Linked DNA regions of Callithrix jacchus: region 2 is linked to region 1. A link is a contact called in public Hi-C data. All regions are on one chromosome and are shown on one strand. Each heading gives the region's core, a stretch centred on a gene start, on an enhancer-like site or on the middle of the called end of the contact. The rest is flanking DNA. Distances are from core to core; before and after follow the strand shown. Region 1 holds the start of BRIX1 (biogenesis of ribosomes BRX1). Region 2 holds the start of TARS1 (threonyl-tRNA synthetase 1).

The links. Hi-C and Micro-C count contacts between places; a contact is called where the count stands out from the background.
Region 2: a contact with region 1 is called in a Hi-C map of skeletal muscle, with 5 times the contacts expected there. The contact joins the promoter of TARS1 here to the promoter of BRIX1 in region 1. A contact is called at or near these places in 2 of 3 Hi-C or Micro-C datasets (induced pluripotent stem cells and skeletal muscle).

The regions. Positions count from the first base shown.
Region 1 is chr2:170,711,284-170,713,947 of calJac240_pri, forward strand. BRIX1 (biogenesis of ribosomes BRX1) reads right to left here and starts at 1,346. Exons shown (of 10, transcript XM_002745071.7): 1 at 1,164-1,346. The coding sequence starts at 1,322. RAD1 (RAD1 checkpoint DNA exonuclease) reads left to right here and starts at 1,490. Exons shown (of 6, transcript XM_078365613.1): 1 at 1,490-1,650; 2 at 2,129-2,396. The coding sequence starts at 2,199.
Region 2 is chr2:171,878,881-171,881,544 of calJac240_pri, forward strand. TARS1 (threonyl-tRNA synthetase 1) reads right to left here and starts at 1,318. Exons shown (of 19, transcript XM_002745076.7): 1 at 1,164-1,318. The coding sequence starts at 1,220.

The sequences.
Region 1 (2,664 bases), core at 96-2,595:
ACACTTACTTTCTTTTTTTTTTTTGAGATGGAGTTTCGCTCGTTACCCAGGCTGGAGTGCAATGGCGCCATCTCGCCTCACCACAACCTCCGCCTCCTGGGTTCAGGCAATTCTCCTGCCTCAGCCTCCTGAGTAGCTGGGATTACAGGCACGCGCCACCGTGCCCAGCTAATTTTTTTGTATTTTTAGTAGAGACGGGGTTTCACCATGTTGACCAGGATGGTCTCGATCACTTGACCTCGTGATCCACCCGCCTCGGCCTCCCAAAGTGCTGGGATTACAGGCGTGAGCCACCGCGCCCGGCCCCCACACTTATCATTCCTCAGAGCTCACTCACCATCACACCACATGGAGTCATTTACTTATCACCTACTCCGTACTAGAGTGTACTATGCTAAGTGCAGAGGACAGAGAAATTAATGTCAAAGATAATCCTTGTCTCCACAGTATACTGTGTAGCTTAAGAATAGTTCTTAGTTGAATGAAAGTTAACTGAAACAACTTGCGTGCACTTCTTTCGAATAAAAACCACCAACTTCTCTGACTTAAGTTTCCTCCTGAACTCCAACATTTCAGGAGGAAGAGGTCACATTCTAGTCACCTTTGCAATCTTTGCCAAAGGAAGCTTAACTTGGAACAATGCGTGGCACATTCAATGTCTGTTCAATACAGGTAAAGCTCAAAGTATCTGGACTATCTTTCATTATCCCTTGAGTTAAAGACCTAGTTAACAACTCACAGTCCCAAGGCCAACAACTTTTTAAAGGCTCACCTAACAAGCTTCAGGATCCCTGCCTGACAGCAGCTGACTTCGGCCGTATATAGGAATACTAATCACTGGAAGAAATACTCAAAAGCGAGAAATAACCAAGGAAAAGCACCACCCTCCAAAAATAATTGAACAACTAGGAAGACAACGCTGGATCTGAGCACCCTGTCAGTCGCTTCCCCGTGGGCCGGCTAAAGGTTCTAAAACCCGCTGCCCCCAGGAGGGCGGCCAAGTGCACAAGAATTAGCTATAAACTCCGTGTCCAGTATGGCCGGGAGAACTGCTAAAACCGACCTACGGTCAACACCCGAGCTATTCTAAAATTAGTAGAGCTGTAGTCAGAACCCCCAAGAAAAGGCGCACAGAGCCGCGGCTGTTGGTGTAACCCTTCTACCTTGCAAACGGGGCCTGGGATCCGGTTTCTCTCTTCTTCCTCCACCTCCTCTGCAGTAGCTCGAGGCTTAGCTGGCGGTTCGGCATCTTTCTCGTTTCTTTTCGGTTTCTTCGCCTGAACTGCCAAGCCTCCACGCCGTTTCCTCTTGGTTGCCGCCATCTTGTCTCGCCGCCTGCGCTCTTTGGCCTTCTTTCCGGTGTTGCCGCTCGCACCCTTTTCCGATCTCTATGGTTCGGCGGCTCTAAGCGCTCGGTTCAGCGGTCGTCCTCCAGCTCGGTGGTGCCTGCCTGCTTCCGGTCTTGGAGGCGCTGCACGCTTGGCTCTCTAGGATTCGTTCCGCTCCATGGTGACGGTGGCCGAGGTGGAGGGCCGAGCTGAAAAGTGTCGGGACCCGCTTCCCTTCTTCCGCGGTTTTTCGGAGCCGCCTTGCTACTCCTCAGGGACTTTGCCGGGAAGGGCTCTCGGGCGTCCAGACCCCACTGCAAAGGTAGGGTGTCAGCACTCGAGGACTGAGAGTAGTAAGTGATGCTGTCCAGCGGGCGAGCTGGTGAATGGGCTTGTCTGGGACCCTTGGGGGATCTTCTGGGCACTCCGAGCCCGCCCCCCCCCCCCCCATCGCCTGTTGCGTTGGAGGCGAGGCTTGCGGCGCGGGCGACACAAAACCGACTCCGTAGGGATTCGTAGCTCCTGTTTGGCCGGGATAAGCTGGCCCCAAGCGGAGATACCGTGTCAGTTGCGTGTCTTCATTCTTCACAACTTTTCACGTTATTGTCCCCTTACGGAGATGAGGAAACCGTAGCTTAGAAAATTTTCTCCCAGAGTTACAAAGACAGTTAAGTGGCATCGGTGGGGTTCGGCCTGGTCAGCCAAGTTCAGCTGCCCAATCCCCTTCCATTTCTCAGCGCAGGTGGAGCTCGCCAGACCTCGCCAGCACTGATGGGAGTTTTATTGTCCAATCCCTTCAGGTATTTCGCGATCCGCGGGAGCAGGTGTTGGCCCCAGAAGCATCCCTCGGGGCCGAATGTGCAGCGGACAATGCCCCTTCTGACCCAACAGATCCAAGACGATGATGATCAGTACAGCCTCGTGGCCAGCCTTGACAACGTTAGGAATCTCTCCACTATCTTGAAAGCTATTCATTTCCGAGAACATGCCACATGTTTTGCAACTAAAAATGGAATCAAAGTAACTGTGGAAAATGCAAAGTGTGTGCAGGCAAATGCTTTTATTCAGGTATGGAAATATGTGCCTTTAAGCCTGTGCCATAGATATTCTAAATGCAGTTTAATGAAATCTGAAGGTTTTAGTAGACAATAAATGACTTTATAGTCAATAGTCCTGAATAAATAGTATATGAATAAATAGCTGTATAGTCTTAAGTCAGAGAACAAAACGCCTTTACTTGAGTTTTTTTTTCTCTCCTGGTAACAAATTTTTTTTCCCATCTTGTTTTACAGAGATAATGGTTAGTAATGACTAAAAAGCTAGACTATTAGCTAGG
Region 2 (2,664 bases), core at 68-2,567, 1.2 Mb after region 1:
AGTTACAAAACAGTAAAAATACAATTTTTATGTGAAAAAAAATCTATGTAGTGTATGTATTATGTATGTAAAATCGATGTATAATGATACTATTTATCATCTAGAATTAAACTTACATATTTTAGAATGTGCCCATATGCAGTTGCTCCATTCAATCCCGAGTGGACAACCAAGAAAAAACTTTGGCTTCCAAGTGACTTGTCCTGTCATAGAGCTGGGATAGGGGCTCCCTTATCTGAAAATGTCACCACTTCTCACCTGGACTATTACAACAGCTTTCTGCATGTGGCCTCAGCTTCTACCCCAATGCCAGCATGATTTTTACAAATACAGCCTTCCCGCTTAAGATCCTTCACGTATAGAATACAAATATCAAACATCCTTGTTGCCTAAGATCCTTCTGATTGTCGTACCTTCCCATTCAGGCATATCTATCTCTTGCAAACCCCAAAGACAATTCACCTGCGTGCCCCTTTTCACTGCCTTCCCTACCTTTACATGGGAAGCCCCGTCCTGCCTGTTTTACCTGGTGAAATCATTCTTCCAGACTTAACTCGAAAGAGCCCTCCTAAGCTCCCTCTTCTGTAGTCCCACATGGTTGATCACAAAGCACTGGGGCTGTTTCCCTGTCTCTTACACACCAGGCTGTGAGGCCCTCAAAGTCTGGTAACTGGGTCCTATTCATCTTCCCATCTGCATCGTTCAGGTCAGTGGTGGGCAGAATGTATACTTAACTACCCAAACTTGAACACGGTTTTCCTTTCCTTAGACTAGACCTCTTCACCCCTGCAGAATTTTAGAAGACTGATTAAATAAGGCTCTGCTATGCGTTTCCCTCTTACAACACGCTCTAAACGCAACTTTGGAAGCCCCAAGCCTAAGATTCTGATTCTGTCTCCGCGTCTAACTAGATGTGAGACACAAGGGCTGTTACCTTATCTGTTAAAGAGAATGGACCCAGGGCTAAACTGCAAGGCCCCACCCCTATTTATGAATGAACGCTTCTCAAAGGGATCTCTGACTTTCCAGGCGTTCCACCATCCCCCACCTCCTCCGCCCCACGCGGTCCCGGCCGTTTTCTGCTTCCTGTCCCCACGCCGAGCCTAGCGTCTGCACCCACGAGAGTCCCAGGTCGGTCTCTGGGCTCCACCAGGTCTGCTCACCGGCTTCTCCTCGCTTCCCATCTTCCCTGAAGGACTGCTGGCCTGCTCCTCAAACATTGGCGAACGACGAAGCGATGAGAGAACCCGAAAGCGATGGTATAGAGGAGAGAAGCGAAAAGGCTGGTCGGAGATGGGCCAGAGCGCCCGGGAACACTGCGCTTGCGCCACTTGGTTTCCCACTGGACCAGCTGATGCAATCGAAAGGCGCCCTAACTCCGCCCCCAACTGCGGCGTAACGGGCAGCCAGTGGACAACAGGGGAAGGCGGGCCCTCCCTCCTCTAAGCCAATGGAAAAGCTTGTTGGGTGACAGCCCTTCTAGGAAATAAGGGCGCGGTGGATGAGGAGGGACAACTGCAGAAGCTATACGCGTAGTCTTTGCTGACGTAGGTCTGGACGCTTTCTAGCGTCTAGTTAGCAATGCGCGTGCGCTTTTCTCCCTTCTGTCTTTATGTCTCACAGTCCAGGGACCTTCCCGGCCACCGTAGATCATACGTCTGTCTTTGAACTTCCGGAAAGTTTTCGGCGACCTGGTTGCCATCTCCAGCACTGGGACGAATCCACTGTGGAGTTCAAGTTTTCCCGAGACGTCGGCGCTTCCTGACCTAGCTTGACTGCCAACTTCTGAGCACTACCCAGGCCTCGGCTCCCTGTCTGTAGTGATGAATCTAGCCTTCCTCATGGCAATCTAGGCTCCTCAAGCCCCGAGTCCTGGTGATTTGGGACAAACCCTTCTCTGAACAATCTTTTCACTACGAGCCGCCCCTGAGGTGTACTGCCTGGAAGAGAATTTCCATAGCGCCCGCAAAAATGCAGTAAAGTGCACCCAAGTAAATACACATAGATTCTCCCGCCTAGGTGTTAGTGTTTGGAATCGACTGGGCCTTTTAAATTTATGTTAGTAGGCAATTTAAAACAATTACTTATTTGAAATCAGAAGCGCAGTGGGCACATTTTCAGGTATGAGCTCCATCAACACGTTTTGTGGGTTTTTCTTTTTAAACATCAGTTCTGTTTTCTGCAACTCTCCGCCTTCAGGGTCATCCTTTCCAGGAACAATAGCTTCCTAGTTCGGCTTTCTGCATCCATTTTTTTTTTCATACAGCACCGGTGTAGTCTTCAAATACAGATACGATCACGGCAATCTGCTGAAAAATCTTTGGTGGCTTTTTCTTGCTCTTAGAATAAAAATATGCTCCTGGTTATCGAAGTTTTCAGCTTCATCTCGTTCTCCCACCAGTCTTTCTCTGTTGCCCAGGCTGGAGTGCGGTGGTGTGATCATAGCTCACTGCAGCCTTGATCTCCCAGGCTCAAGTGATCCCCTCGCTTCAGCCTCCTAAATAGCTGAGATTATAGGTGCAAACCGCCATGCTTGGCTAATATCTATATCTATATCTATCTATATATTTAATTTTTAATAGACATGAGGTCTATGTCACCCAGACTGTTCTCGAACTCCTGAGCTTAAGCTGTCCTCCTACCTTGCAAGTTTACAGCTTTTTA